Linked DNA regions of Mus musculus: region 2 is linked to region 1. Evidence: chromatin contacts called from public Hi-C data. All regions are on one chromosome and are shown on one strand. The core of a region is the stretch at or near the end of the contact, and the rest is flanking DNA. Distances in the headings are between cores, read along the strand shown. Region 1 has its middle 110 kb from the start of Slc4a3. Region 2 overlaps Gm32622 (a long non-coding RNA gene).

Region 1 (7,307 bases), core at 2,151-4,650:
AGCCCGGCAGAGAAGGTGAAAGACTCCAGTCCTTGCTTTGTCTGCTTTATGGCTAGGTTTCTGCCTTCAAGGTAAGGAACAGATGTTTCCTAAGCTCCCGGGGATTTGTCTGCCTTGTTCACACCTTCAGCAGACAGTTCATTGCCGTTTTAATTTATACGGTTCTGTTTCGCTGGTGGGACAATAACTCTCGCTCCACTTTAAGTCACAAAATGGTGGCATAAGAGAAAGCTGGGCTGAACCTCATTACACCTAGCTGTGTGTTCCCCTGCCACTTGCCGGTCTGCCTCTTGCCTGAATCCAAACACAGTCAACTCGCCAGCCCAGATTGCTTCCTCTATCCGGGCTCCGGGCATCAGTTTAGTGATCTGTAATCTGAAGTTTGAAGAGACCGATACCATTGATTCACAAGGTCCATTCCAGCTCTGACATCTATTAAACTCTTACTTGTAAAAAGGAGGCTTTCAATCTCTGTGTGGCTTGTACCATCCAGAGCCTGGACGTGCATCCCACAATGCCTTTCTGCTGTGCCCTGCCGTTGAGGCTTACAGCAACAGAGGGAGAATCATTCCCAGCTGCTGGGAGCCTAATCCAGCTGCCATGTGGGGAGTTTTGTCATGCCTATTTCACAGTGGGTCATGTCAAGTCAACATGTATTTCTTAAGTGCCTCTGACAAGCCCAGAAAGAGGGTGGGACCCCCCCTGAGGCCTCAGCGAGTTCATCTGAATGGAAAAGCTTGTTTTGCTGGACTTCAGGGGGTCTCCAGCCCTGAAGGCTTGAGATTCAGTAATCCGTTGGGAGGAAAGATGCTCAGCCCCACTCCCAGACCAAGGCTCCTGTCCCAAGTCCAGATACCCAGCCACTTGGTCCCAAGGCCTAACCCACATGGAGACTAGGGAAGATACCAGTGTGCTTTTTACAGACAGGCACACCTCTGAACCGTCTATGGGGCTGAGTCCAGTCCCACTACTTCTACAGCTCCAAGATCTCTGGGCCACTCTGAGGTGGGTGGGGAAGACGCAGATTGGACGTATGCGGAATGATTTAAAGAAAGTCCCCCACACAACCACACAGTATCCCACACAACCACACAGTATCCCACACAACCTCACAGTATCCCACACAACCTCACAGTATCCCACACAACCACACAGTATCCCACACAACCACACAGTACCCCACACAACCACACAGTACCCCACACAATCTCACAGTCCAACCTGAAACTCTCAGCACAGGCAGCCAGAGTCTTTGCATGCAAGCATCTTGCTTCCAGAAGTTTCCTGATAAATGCAAATGTACACAGAAGACTAGCATGTGCTCAGACTTCTTTTCCCAGTGTCACCAACATTTTCCACCCCCTACCCGGAACCCCCCCCCCCCATTGCTCCTCCCCAGGTCTCTAAGTACAGAACAAAGGCTTCTAAGAAACACAAGAACTTCCCCATCAAGAGAGAGATAGGAATCATTTTTTTTTAAGAAAAACACTTAGAGAGGAATAAAAAGTTCACAAACACGCATGCTCTTCGACTTACACTCTATTTTGTGTCTTCAACCAGACGAAGACAAGGGAATCAGAGGAAAAAAAAAATCAGTTGGCAAGAAGAAAATAGGAGGTAATACAGAGAACTTTTTAAATCCACTATTTTATGAGAGTTTTTAGAAAGAGCATGCCTCTGCCTTTAAGGAATTATGAATCCCATCGCTGTTTCAGTTGGCCACCGGAAATCTCCTCAAATTATGACACAGATTTATTATTTAATTACAAATGGGTAAGCATTAATTGTGAGTGGGGAAATTCTGAAGGGTAATTGAAGCTTGGATCAGAATGAGGACGAGGTCTCGGTCCTCCTTATGGGGACATGGGGAAGCAGGAAAAAAAAAATCATGACTTTACCCCACACTAGCAGCAATTGGACCAGGTAGAAGAGTTTCCTAAATACATCTGGTAAACCTGAGACGGTGATTAAAGGAGACTATGTCCTCGCATTTCTTCTTGCTCCAAATGTTTTTAAAACCATCAGTTGCCATTTGCTATGGACTTAATTGTGGGCCCACAGTAGTTTGTATACTGCATCCCTAGTCCCCAGTTAGACTTATTTGGATGTCGGGCTTTAGGGAGGTATTAAAGGTTCATGGAGTCCTAGGGCCCTAACCCGTTAGTAGTGTGTCCTTGTAGGAAGAGTTAATAGACACTCCATGGAGAAAGACCCTTCCATGGCCATACAGGGGGGAAAAAAGGCTATCTAGAAGCTGGGAAGAGAGCCCTCACCATAAATTAAGTTTGTGGGGCTTCTCGCCTCCACAGAGAGAATATAAATGCCAGTCACTTAAGCCTCCCAGTGTGCAAAGTCTCTTTATGGCACCCTGAGCAGCTAATGCAACATCTGTGCAAAAGAAATGTTCTGCCCAAGGGATGAGGCTCGCTGAGGCAGTCAACAAACAGGAGTGAACCATCGTCTAGACAATGGTTTTATAGCAGAAGCTGTGATAGCGTCCTCAACAGGATTCTCCCCACAGCAGCTCTAAGCCTCTGCTTCCACAACCTCCCTCCAATGCTGGCACCAACTTAGGTGCGCCCTCCTCAGCCTGAGGAGGAACAGTGCTCAGTACCCAGGCAATGGGTACTGACTGTCTTCTCCCTTGAGTTTGCCTCCGAAGCAGTCGGAGCCGTGCCGTGGAGTCCAGGCTCGGCCTATCAGGGAGTAAAACAATGTCGCCGTGGAGAACCGGAAAACGACAATCGTTCCTGACAAGCACTCCATGAGCGCATGCGGCCTAGGTGCACCTACACCTGGACGGCTTTCTGAGTCCTAAAGGACTGGTAAAGACTGGTGTCTAGGCCAGGGACAATGTCAGGGGACACACACCTTCAGGAGGCCAGAGTTTCACAGTGTGAGGGCGATAAAGGGATGTTAAATAAAACTGGGGAGACAGGAAGGAAAAATAGCTAGGCCAAACGTTAATTTCAGGAGAGGAATCGGATTGAGGCTGAAAGCTGGAATAATCCCCTCAGCTTTTGACTAAACTCTAGCTAGAAGAGCAGAAATCTATACTTGATCATTTAAAAAGAAACAACTTTTGCTTCAAAGCTTTTAAAGAAAGATAAGAAAAAGGAGGAATTTTTTTCCTTCCCTACAAATATTTGCATTTTTTTTTTAATTTGACACTTTTAACGTCAGGCAACAGGGGACTATGGTTTGATTGGTTGGTTGGTTTTGGATACAACCGAGGGTCACAAAGGCAAGAGTACTCATACATCAGCAAACAGGACGAAGTCGTGTGATTTTTTAGTGCCTCAAATACGCCCACCAAGGCTGATGTCTAATTGCCAATGGTCCAACAATCAGTTCACAAAATTCCTGGCTACTTAACCAGTCTCTAGCAAGTACACCAGCTGGCTCCAGCACACTTTTGCAAGGCATTCTGGGTAAGCAGATGGCAGCTGGCCCAGCACAAAACCACAGACCAGAGAAACCAAGGTTTCAGAGGGCGATGTGAGGAAGCCCAATAGATCTTCCTCCCCTGGATGCAGCTCCTCGCAGGCACTACAGGGAGCTACGGACCTAGTCATTAAGCTACCCACCACCTAAGGAAGAGACACATTCCGTTCTTTAGGAAGGGTTGCCTAGACCCCGGCGCACTGTGATGGCGCCACCTGGTGGCCAAAGGAAAAACAGCCACGGAGAATCTCAGATTTCCACCACGTTTTTAAAATTCTGTATGAAATTGGTATTTCAGGAAAGAAAAAGAGTGGGGGAGGGGAATCGAAGGGAGGGACAGAAAAGGACTGGAAGGGGGTGCTACAGGAAGGGAGGGAAGGGGGAAGGAGGAGATGGGATGGAAGAGTTAGAAAAGATCTTAGCTAATCATTGGCAAACCAAAAGCTCAACTTTCCCAGGCACTTCCTAAAAATGCCCACTATGTCCCCCATAAAGAAAGATATTAAAAATGAATTACTGAAATACTTTTAATGATTTGGCCAGACAAACGCTGAGTGGTTTACCTCACTACTAGACAGTTCCATCACTCAGCTGTCGTGACCATCTATAGATACTTATGACTGGCCTATACTTTGGATATTCATGTATAATTCATCTAAATTCATTCTATGGCCCAACCTTCGAAAGAACTGCTAGCATATGCTTTTGTTTCCATAACAAAGCCAAACACAGAAGCCAGGGTAGGGTATGTACCTCTCCAGCTTAACCCTCAGTGCCTGGCACTGGCCTCTCTGCTTGGCCAGGGTTCAATACAGCCTGGTCCTAGTTAGTTCCTGGTTCCTCTGCAGAAACTCTCTCTAAAGGTTCATGCCAGTCACCTGCAGGTATTTATAGAAATCTAAGCTTTGGTTCATAAGTCAGAGAACTGGGCAGAATTGGAGCTGGCACCAGTAAGCATTAGAGTAATAGTTGATGAAACAGATTAATTAAAGAAATGCATTAACATGCATAACCGAGTGGCTCTTATTATATGTATGTGAGTTGTCCAGCTAGAGTAAAACATTTAAACTCTGTGTCTGTCTGTGTGTGTGTGTGCGCGCGCGCGTGCATGTGTGCGTGCATGTGTGTAAGAAAGCAGAGCTCGCCTTGATGATGTGTATTATTTCCACAGCCTCTGGCTGAGCTTCAAGCTCAAAACACCTTTGACTAAACACTCAGAAGCCGGTTACTGGGATCGATAAAGGAGAAAGAGTGACCTCTGCTGGCCAAGTGAGATTTTTTTTTCCCCAGCCTCTGGTCAATTTCCCAACTCTACAATGACATGATGTGTTTACAGAAATGCAGTAATGCCCTCTGCAGAATAAATGATCGGCTAATTTTTTTCTAGACTGGTGATATTTACAATCCCATCAGCAAAAAGGCCATGGCTTGTTTGGCTCAAAAACTCCTTAATGATTTGTAGAAATGAGATTCAATTAGGTTTTTTTATGCTTAATAATTATTCAGTAGAAAAAATAAGAAATGTTTTCATGTGGCAAACAATCATTTATTTTCTTTGCTTCTTGTTTATATGTCATTGATGAAATGAATAATTTGCAATTTATTTTGAAATATAGAAACTAACTAGGGTAATGATAAAACTGTTGCCCCTAAGTATCTCATTAATATCTGTAGTCATTTGATTGCTAAGCCCTCAATTTAGGAACTGAATTGTTATTTTTTGCATTTATTTAGTGTGTGTGTGTGTGTGTGTGTGTGTGTGTGTGTGTGTTCACATTGCTATGGTGTGCTTGTGGAGCACAACTTCCAGGACTCAGTTCTCTCCTTCCTGTGGTGGGCCCAGGATTGAGCCAAGGTCATAAGGCTTGGCAGCAAATGCCTTTACCCACTGAGCCATCTCCCCATCCCTAAAAGTTTTCAATTCTTTCCAATAGTCCCATTTCATAATCCATTGTGCTGTGCAGACTGGGAATGAGTTAGCTCACGCTTGAAGACTCAACAGTGCTCAGAACAAAATCACTTCCACTTCATCCCTGGGTGGCCAGATCTCTCCACAGAGCTTCCGTTGCTTTCGACAAGCAGAAGATGGGGTGCCTCGTGCTACTCTCAGACATTTTCAACTATCAGCTTACCCTGATTACAGAGGTCACTTTGGTCTCTAGTTTGTCCAAATTTAAAACAAAAATACCATATTTCAGGTTTTCCACAGAAATGCTGGGCAAAGTCTCTTTAAAATGTTTTTAATTGACTAATAATTCTGCCAATGTGACTGTTAAATCAAGAAGGTGAAAGAGGAGAGACACCCAGAGAGCAAGCTCTGAGCCCCACTCAGTGAGGGAAACTGGCCCATATGTCAATAAACTATAAAAATTCTCAAATGCCTATAAAAGGCATCAGTATCCAGTGTCATATAACTCATGCACCATCGTTACCAATAAAATATTCAAATTAAATGAAGGGTTTATTTTAAATCTTTTTTATATTCCTACATAATGAAAGGCTAGTATTTCTGTCACATGCCTTTCTGAAGCCAACACTCTCCCTTTCCCTAGCTCTCTGGCTGACAAGAGGCCAGACTACTTCACACTCAGAAACACTTTGAAAATCAGAGAGTAGACATGGAAGGAGAGAGGGAAGATGAAGCCATAATCATTATGGTGTGTGCTGGTCTCCTGCACCTGCGGGGGGGGGGGGGGGGAACGAGGACAGAAACACGTAGATGAACTGTGGAGAGAATATCTTGTGTGTTCTATGGATGCATCACCTGTCAATTACAAAAACCTACAGCCTATAGGAAAGGGTAGAATAGAAGGTGGGACATCTGGGAGGGAGAAAGAATTCTGGGATAGAGCCAGGAGCAGGAGATTGGCCTGGGAAGATGTGACAAGACAGAGGCATGGCACCTGAGCACAGGTAACCAGCCATGGGGCAGAAGGTAGACTAGAGTAACTGGATTATAATAAGTTATGATCTAGTCAGAGAAGAGCCGAACTATATGGCAAGGTATTTGTAAATAGATTTAGAGTCTGGGTCTTGTTTCTTGGAGCGTAGAGTGGGAGGAAGAACCAAAGTGTAACTTCTACAACCAACTCTGACACAATTCCTGGAACTGGCCATGATGTCTTCCCTTCCTTGCTTTTCATTTGCTAACACACACACTAATCCCAGCGCTCGGGAGGCAGAGGCAGGCGGATTTCTGAGTTCGAGGCCAGTCTGGTCTACAAAGTGAGCTCCAGGACAGCCATGGCTACACAGAGAAACCCTGTCTCGAAAAAACCAAAAAAAAAAAAAAAAAAAAAAAAAAGAATGAACAATCTTTCCTAAGAATACCAATTGACACTCCTCAACACACATGGTTTTGTCTTGGTTTACTCTATGAAATGGTATAGAGAAGATCTTTAAGAAAAGATACAGACCTTGCTATGTGTTGAATGTGTCCTCCAAAGTCCATGAGCCAGGAACTTGGTTTCAGTACAACAGGGTTGAAAAGTGGGAATCTCTAAGACTTGATTAGACACTGAAAATTATCACATCAAGAGTGGATCCGCAGGCAGGGGTAGGGGTGTGGGCCTTTTACTTTAGCACTTGGGAGGCAGAGACAAGTGGATCTCTGCATTTGGGGGCAGCCTGGTCTACAGAACAAGTTTTAGTTACAGGGTCACAAAGAGAAATCCTGTCATCATCATCATCATCATCCTCCTCATCCTCGTCATCATCAGCATGCATCAGCATTCAGTGCTGCAGGAGTGAATCTGCTACCGCAGGTTTGCAGTGAAAGCCGTTCAGCCCTCGTCTGTCTCTGCCTCGTGTGCAGGTGTTCTTGTTCACCTTCTGCCTTCCTCTGTGGAACGACACTGCCCTTG
Region 2 (7,307 bases), core at 3,532-6,031, 420 kb before region 1:
AGCAGAGTGATAAGATGTTAAGTCTGTGAACAGTGCAGAGCTGAGCATATGCTGTATTGGAATTAAAAAAAAAATGCAGGTGAATTCAAGGGAAAGGAGAAAACACACTACTTCTTGCTGCAATCTTAAGCAAAATTGCCTGTGTACCTAGAGACAGTTTGGGTTGGTTCACAGACCTTCCGTTTTGAAGTAAGAAATTGAAGAGCATTATCAGATGATGATCATCACTAGAAACTCGCCTTGGCTAAAGCTGCCCTCAAGGCTGAGACACTATTACCAGTAGCTTATGCTTGTCACAAATGGTATGGGTAAGACAGCATATTCCTGCAAGATCCACACAGCTGGGGCCTAGAGTCACACTTATAACTGGCTCAGCTGGCCCAGGCTGGACTTTAATGCTCTAAACTGATACCCTAGCCAGATAAGATATGATATGCTCAGTAATAAAGTACATCCTCAGGCCGAGTCATGCCTCATAATCCGACCTTACAGGTTCAAGTACATGACGGAACACCATGCACACAGGTGACAGGAAGCAGCTGTGTTCCATTTACACAGAGGACAGGAAAAGAGGGAAGGGAGCTGAAATTAAAATAGGCGTCTGTGGCAAGTATTAAGACAGAAATAAGAACAATGGTGTTATTGGGGAGGGGGGCACATGATTAGAGACTGAAGGCAAAGGGACCTTCTGGCACTGGGTGTGAGTATATGCATCAGTGGCATCTAGAGCAAGCAGTCTGTACATGCATTTCTCATAAAACAGAATCTTGAACAACATGAAAGAGGCATTTTGGTAGACCCCACGTGGTCAAAAATCAGCCATTTCATGTGATTCAACCTAATTCTCCTCCTGCCTTAAGTCAGAATCTTGATCATCACTTTGTCCTAGTTTCATTTGTGTTGCTGTGATAAAGTATCCTGACCAAAAGCAACTGCAGGGCAGAAAGGGGGGAGGGGAGTCATTTGGCTTGCAATTCCCTGTTATAGTTCAGCATAGCAGGGAAGTCATGGTGAAGCAGCTAACCAGATCATACACACGTAGTTAAAGAGCAGAGAGAAACACACACACCCATTCTTCTTGCTTGTTTCATCTAGCTTTCTCCTATCCTACACAGTATACAAACACACAGACACAAACACACACAGACACACACAGACACACAGACACACACACACACAGACACACACACACACACACACACCCCTGCCTGTCTGCCTGCCTGCCTGCCTGCCAGCCAGCCCAGGGATTGGTGCCACCCACAATAGGCTGAGTCTTCCTACATCAAACTCCACCCCCCAAGACATATCCATAGGCCAACCCTACCTAAGTATTCTCTTTTTCAGGCTCTCTTCACAGGCTGTGACAAGCTGGCATTTAGAACAACTCACACCTAGAGCATATCAGGCAATGGATAACTAACTGTGCCAGGAAAGTATAAATAAATTAATCTTCAAGTATCTAAAAGGAAAATAATTGACTGAATGACCAAGATCATCCTAGATTGTCTGGCACAGAGAGCAATCTGGTATAGCTTACTTCTTCACAGCTCTACTTTTTCATGCAGGAGGTCACCTTATAGACCCTTTTTCTACATTCTCGGGTATCATAGACATTAGTCATTTATAGGCACTGTCAGAAAATATCCTTTTGCTCCTTCAGGTCACTAGCAATGATGGCCAGTGAAAATTCTGTGGTTCACACCTGTCTCTAAATGTTTTTTGGATGACAATAGAAAATAAATAAATAAATAAATAAATAAATAAATAAATAAAAGATAAACCAAGGATTGTTTGCTTCAGAGTCTATTTCCTGGTTTATAAATATTCAAGAGAAACAAGCTCATCTGCAGGGAACATGCCTGTGCTTCTTCTGCGCTTTCGGCTTCTGAGCATACAGCACTCCCTCAGCATCATAACGTACACCGACTGTATCCTTTCACTTGTACAACCCTTGTGGCAATCCTTATTCATTTCCCTTTATATTCTCACACCCCACGTCCAACCTATCAGCAAATCTTGAAGCTTGTATTCCAAATCAGCCACAACCCACCATGCCTCATCTGTGCACATACAGACACCACACCCAAGCTACCAATCTCTCCTGATTACCTCAAGAGCCACTGACTGGTCTCCCTGGTTTTACTTGGCTCCCTATACCTTATATTCTGGGAGGCATAAAATTATCACCCTCCAAAGCTTCCGTTAACTCCCATTCACTCAAAGAAAAAGCCAAAGTCCCAACAATAGTTCTAAAGACCTGCCCCATGGCCTCCCATGAACCCTGGCTACCTTCCTGACTAAACCTGCACCCCAAGCCCACCCAAACTTCCACTCCAGTCTGACCTCCTTGTCAGCTTACCAACAACAGTATCTACCCTTCACCAGCTCTTTGTTTCTCGTCCCTCTGCTGTATTATATTCCCTTGACCTTTGTGTGATTTTAAAAACAGCTCTTCTTGCAAATATAAACTCTACTTGAGGACTCTTCTTTCAGCAAATAGAGTGCACAGAAATGACTGCTGTCATATAAAGTAGGTTGGCTTTCTCCTTGTTCTTAGAAGCCAGCATGTGAAGAACAACTGAGGACTCCTACAAGAGTAGCCTCCAGCCCCAGGAAGCCATCTTAGCACAGACCTTCTCAATAGTTTTACTCGCTCTCATGACAAGAGTCTAAACTGCACACATCCAGCTTAGCTACTCTTTGACTTATGACCCTCAGACTCTGTAAACAAATATGTTGTTATTATTTTAGCCTTTCTGTTTGCAGAAGATTTGTTGTACAACAACTGAGATCTAACATAGCCCTGCTGCCATCTGGATGTGTCCTAAATCTTGCTTATCTATCCTGTCTATTGATGTCTCCTCCAAGGCCTGAGTTCTGTGAGGGCAAGGATGTTTATTCATTTTGTTCATTACTGTGCTCCCCAGTCTCAATACAGTTAAATGAATCACACTTCTGCTTTAATAATGAATTAAGTCAGTATCTAAGACACACGCACATACAATTAGATCAGCAAAAATGTACTATTTACACATATAAACACACACATACACTTTGATATCTATCAAAAATAAATATGGATTTGGATTGAAGTTGTGGGTAGAAATGATTGCCCTGGTCACACAGCAGTCACTTGCCATTGTGACCATGGTATTAAACTAGTGACCGACGGTAGGAATGACCTATTTTCCTACTGAATGCTAAAGATGGACTCTCATCAAGAAACAAGTCAACTGGTCGGTTACTTACAAGCTATTGGTCTTTCAGACAGACAAACAACAAAAAGGCTGGCACATCTTCCTACATCATCCTGATTGTCTTGGTTCAGGAAGTCTGGAAGGAGGCCTTAACCTCTGTCTATAAAAAGCTTCTAGATTATTCTACTGTACAACGAAGACTGAGGGTCCCCTGGCTGGATGTTGATCAACTATAGGTGATAGTTGGAGCCATTGTCAGGTTGTACTGGAGGCATTTCACAGAAACTCAGCATCTCTGAAGTCTCCTTCCTCTTGGTGTTTGCTGTTGCTGGGCACTGTGGTAAATCTTGAGAGAGTGCAGAGCTTGACAGAACTCAGGATCTGGGACATGAAATCGGACTCTTACCAAAGGAGACATCCAACCTAAAAGGACAATAGTCAACATTCACCCTCAGTCTTGCTTTTCCCACCATCCAAGCCTAGACTCACTCTACACTGAAACATCCATCGGGCTGAGGATAGATTTGCCATTCATCATCATCACCATCATCACCATCATCACCATCATCATCACCACCACCACCACCATCAAAAAGACACAGACAGGAGCTGAACAGCAACTGATTCCAGGGCAGAGCTGAAGCCACCTATGGAAAATGTGCACATGGGAAAGGTGGAAAACTCAAAGGGAACCTCAAGGGACACCAGAATTTAAGGACTTCCCCTGAAAAAGGAACCTGCTGTGGCATCTAAATTGTAGGGTCTTGGACACTAAAAGGAAAGCCAAACAGCAAAGTCCTTTAAACAAAGGCACGGCAGAAGAGACCATTCTTTACATTTAGAATTCGGCAAAGTAAGTTATCTAAACAAGGGGAACCTCCATCCGACTAGCTCATCCCGGACTAACAAAGAAGACAACGCAAAAAGTGCTGTGCACACAGCTAGGGCTCTGCTACCCCAGGGCTCCAATGTTCTGGCCATCCATTAACCATTCTGGCGTTTGGGAAATGGAAATCTCAATTGTTTTAAGAGTCTTTCCTTCCCCCTCTGCTGACCAATACCGCAGGAAAAAGAAAATCCCTTTAAAGTAAGTTCTTCTTTTTCAGATGTAATATTCAGTGAAAACCGTTGCATGTGAGATCATTTCTGTTCCTGTTCTCTGAGAACTGGGAAACGCTACACTATGTATAAGGGAGGTTGTAACTGGCTCCATTGGTGAAAGAAACAAACGGCAGGCATATGCTAATTCTCAGAGTAGTAGCTGACAGCATTATTCTTCATTTGGAAAGTATTTCAGTACTGAATGGAAGAGCTAGAACAAATATCCTCAGGCATTCTTGCGATTCCAGGGAGCTGTCAGAGGCAGAGATTAAACCCGGAGTTCATTTGGGTTACATGACGCCCTGGGCTCCTCGGCTGCTGACAACACGGAGTACCGGCCTCCCCTCTTGTTGCTCACCACTCATCCCTGCCTGCCTCATGGAAGGTGTCTAAAGGCTGCAGCCCCACAGTACCGACAGTACCACACGGCAGCTCTCCAACCTTCGGGCGTGGCGTGGGCCGAGACATAATTGATGCTGCAGCAGGTGGTGAGCTGACGGACGTGGGAGGTTGGAACTCCTTGTTCCCTCTGCCAATTAATTCCTAAGAAACATTCTAAAGAGAGACTTCCAGTCCTCTTTCTACTCCCTCTAGCTGGGAGGGGAGGCAGGATTCAGAAAAACAAGGAGAAAAGGAAGACAGAAACAGTCATTCATTCCTGCCATTCTTGGGGGGCAAGGCTTCTCAAGCCTTCTTCAGCACCCCAATATTTGGACAAGATCGTGATTTGCTATGGGGATGTTCTGTGCACTATAGATGTTTGGCAGCACTCTGCTTTCTACCTGTAAGATGCCAGCTGAACATCCTTCCAAGTTCCCATGATGGCTGCCATTATCTCCTGCTAAGAATTCCTACTCTGAAGCAGAGTATGGCACGTGCTTGTCACAAAACTCAGGAAGCTGAGGCAGATGGACCAGGGGTTAAAGCTACCCTTGGCTACAAAGGGAGACATTTTCTCAAAAGAGAGAATCACTCTGCTAAAGAGCACCACCCCCAACACACATGCATACACAAATGGCCCAGCAAACCAGACAGGCTGTAAGCAGTAGTACCTACAGTCCGTGCTATTATTCTAACCAGTGCTCTCCATGTAAACCGACGCTACTTACATATGCAACAAAACCATTAAATGAAAAATAACAAAATCTCTAGCAACAGCACCACCTTGCTCATTCTGAAATCACACACACAGACAGCAAAATCCTCCATCATGGTTGGGTAAGCCTCATGGTCACCTTAACATATGGTAAACCTGGAATCCCTGTGGTCCCTGTTTCTGGATGTCATCCCAGCCATTCTGCCTTGACCTTCCTCTTGTGGGTCCCAAAACTAGCTTGGATGAAGAAGGAAAAGACTGGCTATCAGGATTCATGGTGAGAGATTCCTCTATATCATTTACCAGTTGCAGAACTTTCAAAACATCCCTGGGCCTTCCAAAGATGCTCTGCTCACTTAAAGCCTCCATGAAGCCCAAGTACAAGTCATGTGGCTTCTATAGAACAGCAGGCAATGGCCAGGACTCACTTTCTTGTTGTGTCTCACGAGGGTCAGGATTATTAGCAGGCCAAGTGAATGGTCCAGGAATAAGGCTCCTGAGGTAAATTTGTGGAATTCACCTTTCCACTCAGTTCTTACTTCGCTGGAAGTTGCCTTTGGCTGACATGCAAACATATGACAAGAACTCCAAGCAATTTCTTCATGAAACACTGTCCAACAAACATCAACAAATAGCTAATGTGAACCGCCTGTGAGTACTCAGGTCACGTCAGTGAAGAAAGCAGATCAGATGACGGCCTGAGGAGGGCTTACTTTACCAATGACAGAGGAGTAGGTGTATGTAAACAGTGAACAAACAGGAAGACGAGACGGAGAAATAAATTACAGTGTCCTGGAAGCCAATAGATGGTGTGGGGGTGGAGCAAGCAAAGGACATCCAGTCACATATGTGTAACAGGGCAAGGGCAGTTATAGCTTGGCACTGGCATCGTGGATGAGAAGTGAAATTTAGACAGAGATGCTGAGTGGGTTGTTTCTGAGCTCCCTGGGGAAGGAATTTCCAGACATGGACCATCTAACCAAATGTTATAGTATTCAAACATCCACAAGAGGCAATCATGTTGACAGGAATAGAACAAGCCAGGGGAAGACTAGGAAATGGGGTCAGATGTCTTGCCGGGAAGAACTGAGGTGTCTGGCAAGCGTGGAAGGCACTACTCCATCTTAGCTGGAGTGCAAGTCCCTAGGGATACAAATCAACCCTTGAGTCCCCGACATAAGAAATGAGCAAGCCACCAGAGAGTGTGAGGTACCAGAGGAAAGGGGTCACGTGGCTCCAGGAAAACATGATTGAATTCTACGACCATGATCTTTTGAGGACTCGTTTATATGCAGTGGAGGAGGCAGTGGTCTCTGCCCTATGCTATTTAGAAATTATTTAGGCATCTCAGGTGCTATCAGGGTAACTCGTCCACCACCACCACTCTCCTCTCCAAATGGCGCAGTGCCCTGCCCCTGGGACACTTGGTGTTCACTAAGAAAGAAAGGCAGATATTCGCTTCCAATGGCTTCTTCTGTCCTCTGCATATCAGACTTTAGCTGTTTAGTCAGATTCAAAATAAAATCAAGGAGGTCCTAACTCGATAGCAAGAGACCTAGAACCAACCGGAGCAAGGCAAGGGTTTCAGGCCGCGGCCTCCATACTGATGCACGTATCTCAAGCTTGCCTCTTCCTTCCCCAGCTATTTGCAGAGATGTCAGTATGAGAACACACAGTTGGCTTAGTGCCTGAGGGAGAGGCAGGATAAAGCAGTGGGGGGCGTGCCTCTCCCTATAAAAATTAATGGAACAAAGCACCCCTGTGTGCTGCATGAGTTTTATCTCCCAGGGAGTTTACTTTCCACCCTTCTCTCACCAAGCCCTCCTTCTGGGCTCTCCTGTCCCCTGGGTGTCTTTGGCAGAGGTTAAAGAATCATCATTAAAGGCATAGGGCCCACAGAATAAGCCAGATGG

The links. A called contact is a pair of places that touch in the nucleus more often than the background predicts.
Region 2: a Hi-C map of cerebral cortex shows a contact between it and region 1, with 7 times the contacts expected there. The contact joins two enhancer-like sites. A contact is called at or near these places in 1 of 484 Hi-C or Micro-C datasets (cerebral cortex) and 1 of 115 datasets of contacts at active chromatin or transcription factors (embryonic stem cells).

Annotation. Positions count from the first base shown.
Region 1 is chr1:75,650,099-75,657,405 of GRCm38.p6, reverse strand. No RefSeq gene overlaps it. Among named protein-coding and RNA genes, the nearest start is that of Slc4a3, 110 kb to the right of the region's middle. Within about 2 kb of position 3,400, at least 61 of the 459 cell types and tissues checked have an H3K27ac peak or open chromatin away from gene starts, as enhancers often do. A contact at or near this core is called in cerebral cortex, where this site is marked.
Region 2 is chr1:76,068,380-76,075,686 of GRCm38.p6, reverse strand. The region is part of intron 5 of Gm32622 (a long non-coding RNA gene); the gene reads right to left. Among named protein-coding and RNA genes, the nearest start is that of Gm32737, 23 kb to the left of the region's middle. Within about 2 kb of position 4,781, at least 31 of the 459 cell types and tissues checked have an H3K27ac peak or open chromatin away from gene starts, as enhancers often do. A contact at or near this core is called in cerebral cortex, where this site is marked.